2 separate regions of the Zea mays genome follow, and region 2 is linked to region 1. A link is a contact called in public Hi-C data. All regions are on one chromosome and are shown on one strand. Each heading gives the region's core, a stretch centred on a gene start, on an enhancer-like site or on the middle of the called end of the contact. The rest is flanking DNA. Distances are from core to core; before and after follow the strand shown. Region 1 holds the start of LOC100193694. Region 2 holds the start of LOC103654795 (probable serine/threonine-protein kinase SIS8).

Region 1 (6,478 bases), core at 1,158-3,657:
CTCAGTGCCTCAGTCACAAGAAGTCAATTGACACTCATGAACAAATTGTTACTATCGGTCTATCGCCAATTTAAGACCCACGTACCTCAGGTTCATGACTCTGAAATTCGGTCTTGTAACGGAACTCAGGATGCCTAGAAACAAGATATTCTTGCCTCTCAAGTTCTCCTCGACAAGCATTCTGCACATACATTAGCACTATGGGCACACGAGATTTAAGCAAGAAAGATTATAGAACTTATATAGTGTAGCACTTACATCAGCAATGTCTGTTCTTTCGAACAAAACCACACGTCCACCTCTATCTCCAGTAGCAAGATGATTCCCAGATTTGTCAAACTCAATTGCAGATATTATGTCCACTGAAACATGTAGCATACTGATCAAGATACAAACTGATTTAGCTGGCGAACAAATCAAGCCGACACAACAAATATCAAGTGAAATGAACAAGACACTAAATAGAAGCCGGCAGGCAGTAACGCAGCACAGCGATGAGTTGATCAGAACGGGAAAGAAGAGGAAAGAAGAAGCAAGTTTAAGATCGATGCCAGAAAAGGAAACCATGCACCCCCGCACTTCCTTGCCCGGCAGGCTTGGCCTGGGAAAACACTTAAGTGTGCCCTATGCTCCTAATGGGAGGCTGCACATGGAAATAACAGTTACATTTTTGAAACAAGAGCATGATCAAGCAATGTAAGCAGACAGCAAGGCTGGAACAGAAATTACATGACATGTATCTACCCTCAAACTAATGTATGTAGGAAAGGGGATATCAAACACCTTGATCAACCTTTTCATAATCATAACAATGTTTACATGATAAAGTGCAAAGACCTAAGGGTCGTATAAACAAATATACCTCACTATTCCGCGACAAGCACTATTCAAAGATCTAAGAGAACTATACAGCTATACCTCACTATTTCTAAATGAGTACTAATAAAAAACACCTTTTCAATACAAAATCATAGATGAACTGAAAATCCACATGAAAAGTCAATATATTGCAATACGTGCATGCCTATATTTAGTAAATGATCCGGAGGAAGTCAGGTAAACTGACAGATTGTTTGTACACTTGGCACACTTCTGAACCCTACCAAATATGAAATGCTCAGAATGTTAAGAGACAGCTTAAGCTTAAAAGGACACTACAGAAGGCATACAGATCAGAAGCAATGACAGCCTCAAGCTACAAACAGAAGTTTTCAAAAGATTGAAATACTGTAGACAGAAGCCAAAAGCTCATAAATCATTTGCCAAGATAATCCCAAGAGCAGGCAAAAATCTCGAGGAAACAAAAATCAACAACCCCAAGTCCTCAACAAATTATGAAAAAAGGTTTAAGTTTAAGACCCTCCAAGGCATCAGCATAAAAGCAATGACAGCCCCAGCTACAAAAAAAAGTTTCTAAAGATTAAAACTACGGTAGACAGATGCCAGAAGCGCATATATTATCTGCTAGATAATCCCATGAGCTAATGAAAACCTCGAGGAAATGAAAATCAACTACCAGAAGCCCTCAACAAATTATGAAAAAAAGTTTAGCTTTTGGACCCTCCACTGCCACACCTATATAACAACGGCAATATTTTCAATAAATCCATTCTGCTTTCTAACTTTAATGCATATCCCAACACATATAGACATTTGCCAAATACTGAAGCACAACTACCAGAGTACCGATCTGTTGGAGCTAAATTACACGACAAAGACCACCACATGAAGTAGTTGCTCGAACCAGACACAGTAGAGAAACCTCAACATGTCGAGGTGTAAGGAGTAATAAACAGTCCTGAATCCCTATTAAGACACTGCGCATAGCACTTCCTCCGACTCGAACAAGTCAAACGCTTCAACACCCAAACCACCGTAAAAGCCAGCCACGACCCATTGGGTTTAGCGGCCCAAGGAACCCCCGGCGATCCCCGGACACCCGTGGCGACGAAAGGGATGGTTCCGCTAAACCTCTCCGGAACACACCGGACCGACCAAATCTCGCGAGGGAACGACGGTACTGGGCCGATCCGAAGAGGCCAGCGGCCGGTTGAATTTATTACCATCTTGCACATCTTCTCCCGCGGCGCGCTCGCCGAAGACCTGCGCAAACCGCCACTCCAGCGGCTGCGGCTGCGGCTGCGCCGCCGCCGCAGCGGGCTCAGGGCGGTCGTCGGGGGACTTGGGCTCCCGCTCCATGACGCCGCCTCCGCCGCCGTCACGACACCATGGCGGCGCGGGATCTCGGTGGGGAGGGATCTCGGGCTGGGAGAGAAGGTCCCCGAGAGCTGGGTAGGGGAAAGGCGGGCGGCGGGGAAAGGCGGGCGGCGGGGATCGATGGGGTAGGGGACTCGATTCGGGGCTCGGGCGTGCTGGCGTGGGGAGCAGAGCGCGTGCTGCTGCTGAGTGGGAAGGAGCGTGCGAGCGGGGGCGCCGTGTTTACCGTATCGATACCAAAACACTATTTCATACATACAATGTTACCTTGTTTATAAAGTTAAACCAGTCAGTTGCTCGTGCGTTTCGACGACTTACAACAACATTCACGTAAATTATTCATCAAAAAAAATTTCAAGATTTTTATTGATTGTCTCCACTCTTTATATGATATTTTTTTATTTGGCTAACTGATGTTATTGTTTACTCCATACAATATGTTTTGGTACAACAAGGCTAATGAAGTGAGCGATTAGAAGAGAGTTCACAACGACTGACTGGACGAATAAATATTATAAAATAACATAATTCCACCATACAAAGACCGAATAAGAGAAAGTTTGTGAGCTCAAGTTTCTAAAATAAATCACATGAAGTCAAACTTATAAAAAAGATAGATCAAAATATGGAGTGATTGCTAAAGTCAGACATCAATAAAAATTTGATGTGCTACATATAAATTATGCTAATTCGTAGCAATTACTAACGCTTAAAACCAACAAATACTCTTTCATTTTGTCGTTAGTGTGACAAATCATTGTTGCTCCATCTAATTCAGCAACCTCAAACAACATGTAGTCCATTGCGCCAATGTGGTCTCAGAAACGACCTAATGTTTGTAAGAGCCAAGAACGTCATGTCGTGCTTGGGCTGTAGCCTCGGCGTGTAGTGCTAGCCTGGCCCGACACGATTATTTTTTTATTTTACAAAAAACGTATATACATATATACAATTTATATTCAATAGTAAAAACATCTTAGCATGATGTTCTACTGGTTAGACAGATTCAACCAGTATCTCATATCCTTCTTCCATCAGGGCATGGGTTTGAACCCCACCTCCTACACCGTTTTTAACATTTTACGCTGATTTAATTAAATGGGCCGACGGGCTAACGGGCTGGCCCGACACAGTCAGTAGGCCGGCATGACGTGCCTGGGCCATAGTTGTCGCCCGCGTGCGGCCCGTGCTGGGCGTCGTTTGGCCATCTATAGACGTGCAGTGGATTAATTTAAAATAGTTGTGAGGGGTTATTTGTAAAAAGATGACGCAGGACGACCGTTGAAACTGGTGCTTTAAGTATAGTATAGATATGATAGGATAGAAAATATAAGATAGAATATAATGTTTATAAACTTAAATAAAATAAAATAAAATAAAATAAAATAAAATATATCTTGAGTAAGTTGTTGAAGATAATATAACATCTTTTCTAGTTCTTTAAAAACTCTCTAAACTTATTGTTGAGGCATACATTGTCGAAGGTCCTCAAAATACCTGTATTACGTAATCAAATGTGTTCCATGTGTATAATGAATGCTTTCGACTGTTTCAGGTGTGTAATTCAGGCTAGACGAAGCTGGTCATCAGCTAAAGCAACGTGAAGACAAGCTTCATCTATACGCACAAGCAACGAAGATGTGTGTCGAGGTAGCCAGCCGCTGCGGGAAAGAGGTCTCGGATGAAGAACGATGAAAAGGGTGTCATAAGTGTAAAGAAAGGGAAAAGACGGAAATATCACTACGACATTTGTAAACAATAAGTGTAAAGCTTTAATGGACGCAATTAAAATTTTGTACAAACTCGGTTAATCTTTCATATAAATAGATGAACGATATCATGCATAAAATACATTTTCGAGGGTCACAGCTTCGTATTGCTTAGCCTTCATAGAACCTTCATGCCACTTTGTGTTAAGGAGCCGAAGGTATGCATGTAAACTCATCTAATAAAAAGGGAGATTGCATAAAACGCTAAGGCAAAAGACATGAGTTTCATACCCATTGTGCAATGTTATTTCATTCTACATCATTTCATTTACATTTTCTTTTGAAGACCTTCGTTATTCACATTAATACATCGAAGAAGTGTTAAGTCAAGGATGAAGGTTCTCTTATTTAACTCGTGTTGTATTGATTTTCAACGCTTTCATGGGATTTAAATCAAGCACCCAACATTGACGCGTACTTCCGGTGATTCCACGACCACATCAACATACACCATGCCGCTGAAGAAAACAACGGGAACTCGCTCTATCCTTGCACCCCTTAATCCTAATTAAGTGAAGGAAGCTCTCATTGGAGAAGCAAGGAATCAAAAGAAGAAGGCCACTAGCTCAGCACCCCAAGAAGAAGAGATTGATGAGGAGATCAGCAACCTCAAACTCATCCATCAGCAAGTCGAGAAGCGCAAGGAGAAAATGCTTCGTCTTTCTCAGCTTCAGAGGAAGATTGACGAAGCAACTGAAGAGATGTGCAACGTCGAAGCGCACAAAAACATTTACAACTACAGGTACCAAGATCATGATGGTTGCAATCATGACAACCTTCGTCATGAAGAATTCAACGTTCAAGATTTCCTTTATGACGAAGCTTCCCCGCTGACAGTGTAATTGAAAGGGAAATGGACTTAAACATTTCCTATAATCGTTTTTGGTGTTTGACAACCATCACAAACCTTATTGACTAACTAGTTTGCCTAGTTGATCATTTATCAGGTGCATAAGTTCATCTACAACTATTCTGAGTCGACTGTCAGGAATATCGTAGATTATTCCGGATAGGAGAAGTTTTTTGGAAAAACACCTATGCTCGGACCGTCCGGGCCCTTGCGGCGGACCGTCTGCGATACCAGGGTGAGCCTCGGACATGAACACTGCAAAAACACAAGTTAACACTACGGACCATCCGATGGAGAAGCGAGCACCGTCCGATACCAACCGCGGGCCGTCCGGCCTCAGGCGCGGACCGTCCGGTCGTTGAAAAACCAGAAAACCTGAAGGTGACGGGTTCGGTAAAATGCATTTTTAGCATCCTCGCGGATCGTCCGGGGTGCACGATCGGACCGTCCGCGACTACTTTATCTGACAGCTGACGACACATTAAATGCGCTATAGCTGTTACTGCTGACCGTTGCGATTTCAGCCATTGATGTGCAGGGGCGGATCGTCCGGACCAGGAGCGCGGACCATCCGTGGTTGGCAGAATTGGAGCAACGGCTAGAAAGTGGTTGGAGGCTATAAATACAACCCCAACCACCTCCATTCACAACAATTAAGCACTCTATTCATTCACATTCAATACAAGGGCTAGCAATCCATTCCAAGACACATTCAAGGCTTCCAATCTCTCCAAGTCCCACAATTAAGACAAGTGATCACTAGTGCTAGGTGACTTGAGTGTGATCCGTGTGTTATTTGTCGCTCTTGTTGCTTGGTTTTCGCAATCGTGCTTTCTTCATCTCTTTCTCAACCTTCTAAGTGAATTGTAAAGCAAGCAAGATACACCTAAGTGTGTGGTGATCCTTGCGGGGTCTTAGTGACCCAAGTGATTAAGAAGAAGCACTCGACCGGTCTGTGTGACCGATTGAGAGAGGGAAATGGTTGGAATAGACCCGACCTTTGTGGCCTCCTCAACGGGGACTAGGTTCTTTGGAACCGAATCTCGGTAAACAAATCATCGTGTTCATTTGTGTTGATCTCCATTCGATTTGTTTATCCCCTCTCCTCTCTCTAAAAGTTCCCTTGCACATATTGATTTGAGTTGGCTCCCAAACTTATCCGCATTGATTGAGCAACTCTCGGCAAGGAGAACTATCTTTCGCACTCCGAATTATTTCTAACACTAACCCCGAGCATAGAGCGTGTTCAAAGTTTGTAAATTTCAGGTTTCGCCTATTCACCCCCTCCCCCTCTAGGCGACTTTGAATTGGTATCAAAGCCCGATGCTTCATTAAGAGTCTAATAACTCGAAGTATGATGATCACCGGCGACAATCCCAAAGGATTGGGAAGGAAGAACGATGAACGAACTCCGTCAAAGAAGATCGGCAACAGGCACAAGGAAGAATCTGCTTCCTCCATCAAGTCACATAGGAAGGGTGACAAGAAGAAAAAGAAAATGAAGAAGGTGGTCTACTACGAGACCGACTCTTCATCACCTTCCACATTCAGCGCCGAGTCTACTACATCAAAGCGCCAAGAGCACAAGAATTATAGTAAGATGCCTCTTCGCTATCCCCATATTCCTAAACGCGCTCCTCTA
Region 2 (6,478 bases), core at 1,465-3,964, 470 kb before region 1:
ATTAATCTGCTCAAGGGCTAAGCACAATTCTGCTACACTCTCTTCAATGGCATCACTGCTCAATTGGCTATTGTTGGAGTCCTGAAACTGACTCCCAGAAATGTCTGAAGGGATTAAGGTGCCTGGAGCTCCCATCAAATCAATAATATATTCCATGCTGCAAGAATTACAGTACATAAGGTTAATAGTTGTGAACAATATCAAAATATTCAGTGCTGCAACAGTTTATTTCTCTTTCTTTTCCCTTTTTGTTGGTCACTCATGTTTTTGAAATGACTGGTAGCCTACCAACTTGCTTGGGACTAAAAGGCTTTGGTGTTTTCATTGTTGTTGTCAATCTTAAACTGTGTAAGATTAATTATTTGAAAGATGGTAAAGAAACACGTATATACCTGTCAAAATCAACTTTGACCAAGTTAACAGCTCCTTCATCTGTCCCGGTATAACATATTCCTTTCAGAAGCTTACATGGTAGGTTAACTCGGTCAGCAAGTACCTGGAAACAATTTGGTTAATTGGTGTCTGCGGTATATAGTCCTACCCAAATCTCTAGTTTTAAGCAATCAAATACATTTTTTAGAAACCCTTTGATTATGTATCTAGCACACTGGTATATAGTCCTACCCAAATCCCTACTTTTAAGCAATCAAATATATTTTATGGAGAAACCCTTAGATCATGAATCCGGTGTCACAAATACCCAATCCGCTGGTGCATGTTGAATTGTTGACAAAATAGGCTGACTTCTTGAGTTGACTACAACATAGGACCTAAATAAATTATCTCGATTGCAACACGTTAGTGCTACACCATTAACCATAAAAATTCATAACTAGAAGTGTTTCTAGCAACAAAGCTAGGAACACAAAACACATTGTGTTCAAACCTTCTACAAGTAACATCAATCCTGCACGACAATTATGGCAGCAGGCCATTGGCCACAGAATGACACAAACAACACATACAAGCACTCTTCTTCATCTTTCTCATTCTCAAACATCTTCTCCTGTATGCGCTCCTGTATGCCAACAATGCTGATAATCTAACACAGCTACCTGCAACCTTATCATCTCAGTCCACCACCACTGACCAAAGACTAGTCAGCAGCCACAGATTAAAGCTACCAACCCTGGGATGTAACCTTTGTTTGAAAAAACTTTCTATCCTACTATTTAAATTCTTAAACCCAAAGTTTGCATGACAGTTATATGCAATCCCATTTGAAAAGATTACACTCAAATTGTAAGTTCACACCATGAGTGGGACAATGTTTAGAAAAGATATACACAAAGGGTCGATCATAAGTCTGAGAAACCAAATTGAAGTTCTATTCTTTTGCCTTGAATCTTCCTAGCGTTCAAATATAATGATTGGAAAGAGTAAATGTATAGGAATGACAATAGTTGTGCACGAAGCACCAAACGTGTCATAAGTTAACGATCCAGATATAATCATATGACAAGATGGGAACTATTAGCATCCTTCCATATACTCTTTTGCTATCTAATATCATAAGATAACTATCAGATTAACCATAGACATGATGCAGGATGTTAAGTCACTAACCTTAAATAGCAGTGATCTGTGCCGCGACAGCCCAACCCGAAGCGAGCCAAGTGGAAGAACGACACTGTTTAGCTGGAGAGAGAGCTCGTGGCTCTTGATGCTCCACTCCCTGTTCATACCATCAGCATCCTCAACCAGACCGCCCATCGCATTAACAATGAGACCCACAATCTTCTGCGCAAGCTCAGCTGAAGCAGCACCACCATGTCCTGCCCTAGTCTGCGCAGCAATCTGTGCAGCCCTATCTTCCAGTCGTTTTAGGGCAGGGTCGTGCTCCCGATCCACCAAAATGGCCAGGAACGGGGCATCACGCCCAAGCGGGACAGCCCTGAGGTATTCGAGCGAGGGGAATTTGGCCTGGAATCCGGGATGCAGCTGCGCGCCACAGACGTCGTAGAAGCCATCGGGGAGCTGCTCGTCGTAGTTGACTACGCTGTGGTTCCAGTACCTCGCGGAGAGGGCCTCCGCGGGGCTCCGGTCGTGTCCGGACCCCGCGCCGGCCCCGAGGCTGATGAGCTCTGCCGCGCGGATCTGGACGGAGTCCGCGTCGACGAGCCCCGCGTGGTCGGACGCGGAGATGGCGAGCGCGAGGCGCACCTGGTAGTCCTCTTCCAGCCGCGTCGTGGCCGCCTCCGCCTCGAGGCCTCTAGGCTCCTCCACCGCGGGGGCGATCGACACAGCCGCGGCAGGAGTAACCGCCGGTTGCGGCGGCTCGGGGGCCGCTACCGCCGCCCCCGGCGGCGGCGGCGTCGGATGCCCCGAGCGGCGGTGCCTCGAGCGGTGGTGGTCGGGCGCCGCGCCCCCGGCCCCGGCCCCGGCGGGGCCCCCGGCGAGGTGGAGCTTGCGTAGCAGGTGTTTCATGCGGGACATGGGCGGCAGCGAGGCAGGCCCCGAACCCCCCCACGCCTCCTCTCCTCTTCCGGCGCCGGTCCAATCCGATCCGATCCGATCCGAGGCAGCTGCTGAATCGCGCTAGGAATTGTCGGAGGCAGATTTTTCAATCGCTTCGAGCGATCTACCTATCCATTCGTGACCTGTGGGTTTTTTTATTATTATTTTTGTATTCTGTTGGGGGCGTCGTCGTGGATGCTTCGCGCTCGGGTTCGACGCGGCTGGAAGAGGAAGGTACACGCAGCGGCGAAGACAGCCGACAGGGAGCACCAATACCTTGCTCTCTCATTGCGTTTATTGTTTATTCTATTACTAGGTGGATGCCCGTGCATTGCAACGGGAAGATAAAATACCATGATAACTCATGTATAAATGTGCTATAATATTATAGGAAAAGATTTCATAATTTATTTGTGATCCTACCCATACATTAATATACAAAAACACTAATTATTATTCTATATTTTTGTTAGTATCACTAAAAGTAGATGTTTACATACCTTAAAAGATATAGGTGTATATTCGTCTTTTGCTATGGAATCAATATGATAAGATACATTGATATGCAAAAATACTAATTATTATTCTATACTTTTGTTAGCATCACTAAAAGACAGTCCTGCCACATCAAAGTATTCCTGCAGATAAAATCAGTTGGCCTAAATAACATAAATCTCGATGCAACTGTTAACATCCTTACCACGTGTAGAACATCAATGCTGACAGAATCTGGTGCAACACCCTCCATTCCCACAAGCAAAACGTTGCCTGAACCTTCCCCAGTTGCCTTGTTGTTGACAATCTCCTGTCTATTTGAGTACTGAAGGTATACATTTTTCCCTCTTACCTGTGCTGGCTCTGTTGACGAGGCGTAATATGATATCATGGCAATAGCTTGATTTTGGTCGCCCTGCAAAACAATAAAAGGAATTAAAAAGAACATGCAGTCACATATCACAACTGTTTCACCAGACGATAAATCATCCCCCCCTCCAAGACAAATTTCCATAGATATTTCAGTGGTCTCACTTCTATTTACCAAAAATGAAGTCCATGATAATATAATCATGGGGTTTTTTCTTGTGCCAAGACTTCATAATGGGGTTAAGATTGTTATTTTTCACCACATATCATAGAACCTAGGCAACAAGAAACAGAGAGAGGGGGGTACAACCATTACTAATCGCAGTCAAATCGAATTGGTCAGTTCCAAATTCCAATGACAAACATCCTATGCAACTGGCACATCCAACTGGCTGATTTAAGTAACAACAACATGAGCCAGAGAACATAGCTTCTCCCCCAAAACTAACTGGATAACTAATGTACTGTATATTACAACCACTTTGCCACAATTCAGTACTAATGATCCGGAAGTCCGATCTACATAGTCTGATACTCTGGTTCTGACATCTCCGTGTCCACCAGACAGACAAGTGGCTGGCCAATACGAGTCAGGCTTGCTAACATAAGCAGGAGGGAAAGCTGGTAGTACTCGCGAATTCGATGAATGCCTGATTGTGGTTCGTATACACCACATACCATAGTGACATGGTGCCACCCAACCTCAGAATCCCATATCCAGTTTTGTGAGGATCAAACAGCACACGCTCTTCTAATCGCCTTGTGATGATATAAAATAAATTTCTTACTGCACATTCGCGTTGCATCGAATCCTTATCGTTTTCTGTTTTTGTTTTGCCCATTTTTTCGCTGGCGATTTATGCCATCACATCTGGCGCTGCTGTCGTGCCTGCTGGTACTGCTCCTCTCTTTCGACAAGTTCCTCTTCCACTACCTGAAGCGCCGCTGGTTCTCCGGCGGCAGCGGCGCCACCGTCCCAAGGGCCCCCGCCAAGTGGAGCGAGACGGTCATGCTCGTTATTGACATGCAGGTCTGGTTTCTTCTCCCTCTTTCTCCACGTCTCGCGTGGGAGCTGTTTCGGTTTCTTGATTTTGAGTTGATTCTGGGCTGGCTCCTGACGGTTTTGTGTTTGCTGGAATTGATGGCTCCATCCAGAAGGACTTCGTGGACCCGGCGATGTGCAGCCCGATGCTGGTGGCCGGTGGCGAGGCCGTTGCCGGGGTCGTCGCCGTCGCAAGGGAGCGCGGCATTTTCGTCGTCCCTGCCGTTGCCGGTGGCGAGGCCGTCGCAAGGCTTCGACGAATTCGATGGTGTTGACGACCTTGCCGAAGGGGGTCCCCAGCTCGACCAGCTCCTCTAGAGTGCAGTCCCACGGCAGATTCCGCAGATGGAGCACCTTCGACGACGGCTGCGTGTACCGGAACTGCGGCTGCCCACCGGAAGCCATCTCTCCCGAATCTTATCCTCCAAACCTACTGCGGCGCGCGCGGGAGGTAGTTGCGCGGGCGTGCGAGGGTTTCGCTGGCGGGGCGTTGCGGGAGCGGGAGTTGCGGGAGCGGGGGCAGTCTACACTGCCCCCTTAATAGTTAGTAGAGAAGAGATTACTGTTATCAATAACACCGTGTGCTGCCACCTGCAGACCTGCCGCTAGGTAAAACTGAAATGGTTTGACGGGCGTGGCGGCCAACGGAGGGAGCGGATGGAATGGATAGATGAGCACGCTGACGTATAGATAGATGGGATGGATTAGCACGCTGACATGGCACTATGGCAGGTTGGTTCTAATCTAGTTCTAGGCTTCTAGCATAGCTGATATCTACAGCACAGCTTTTATCATCAATCTAGAGTTATCTCAGTGTCACATCAATTTCTCTTTTATATATTCGTGTTTAAAGCGGAACACAACGTGAACAAAAATATAGAGCACATAACTAAAGAAAAAAATCCATAATTCAGACAAAACATATAGAACTTATAAAAAATAAAACTCATAAAAACAGGAAAAAAAACAAAATAAATAAAATACGAAATAATTAAAGAATTAAATATTACATAATTCATAAAAATGAAATTACTCCTCAATGCCATCATCATCCTCTCCAACTTCTTTCTCATTTTTCTTCGTCTTCTATTTTTAATTGTTTGGTCATTTTTTAGGTCAACATGTGGATCTTTTTTCATACCTTTACTCATGTAGTTGAATGCTCTGATCCATTAGCTTTGTAAACTGCTCGTACATATTTTATCTTCTCGTTAGTCTTCCAGAGGTGCTTCACTATGGTCTCCTTATAGCCAAGGGACTAGTTGGTAGGCTTTTACACTTGCGTTGTGCTCTTGTTGTATCATGGTATTAGGGCGTGGTGGTTCGACATTATCAAACAATGTGGAGCTATAATTGCTCTCCACGTTATGAGATCATTTGCTCACATCGATGAGTCGGAGTCACCATGTCACGCACACTATTTTGGTTGATGATGAAAAACATGTCACATGTGTTCTAGCTTAAATTTAGTTTCGGTAGGCCTATTGTGGAAGCTTTGCTTTTCCATTTGGAGCAGCATAGTGTCATCTGATCTTCTTGGCACGGGCCACAGACAAGCACTTGCATATGTTGTCGAAGAGGGTGACCTTTTCAACTGCTCATGGACCATAGATCCTTGAGTGATTAGCGACACAGTAACGAAGAAGCTCATGGGCCACCTAGGATCCATATCAAACGTATGTTGGAAAGCAACTTAATCAAAATGGAGAGTGCAAACCTATGAATAGAAGAGGGGGTTTATGAATCAGAGATTAAAGTTTTTGAATGAATTCAACCACCCCCTGTGGGGGATAGATATCCCTCGGGTCCACTAAAAGAGTAAAAGACCTCACGAAAGGCCCAAGGGCCCAATAAATCGTAAGGTCATTCTTTCGTGGGCCTGGGGAGGGACAACCAGCAAAGCAGATCGACATGGGGCCGGATTGGTGCAAACCCGGACGGCCCGCAACGTCGAGCGAGCGACCACAACAGAGATCCGACTTTCCCACGCTGGAGCCCCCATGCAACGGAACCATGCGAGGATAGGTCGGCAGAACTACAAGGAGATAAACTCAAACAGTTCAATATCTTCTAGCTACACGTTGTTATCATATCCACGTGTATTGCCCCACGGTC

What was found. A called contact is a pair of places that touch in the nucleus more often than the background predicts.
Region 2: a contact with region 1 is called in a Hi-C map of endosperm, with 2.8 times the contacts expected there. The contact joins the promoter of LOC103654795 here to the promoter of LOC100193694 in region 1. A contact is called at or near these places in 3 of 25 Hi-C or Micro-C datasets (ear, endosperm and tassel).

The regions. Positions count from the first base shown.
Region 1 is chr4:237,917,182-237,923,659 of Zm-B73-REFERENCE-NAM-5.0, reverse strand. It overlaps LOC100193694, which reads right to left and starts at 2,407. Exons shown (of 15, transcript NM_001358863.1): 1 at 2,064-2,407; 2 at 259-362; 3 at 86-181. The coding sequence starts at 2,199.
Region 2 is chr4:238,382,974-238,389,451 of Zm-B73-REFERENCE-NAM-5.0, reverse strand. It overlaps LOC103654795 (probable serine/threonine-protein kinase SIS8), which reads right to left and starts at 2,714. Exons shown (of 12, transcript XM_008681611.3): 1 at 1,567-2,714; 2 at 393-496; 3 at 1-157. The coding sequence starts at 2,436.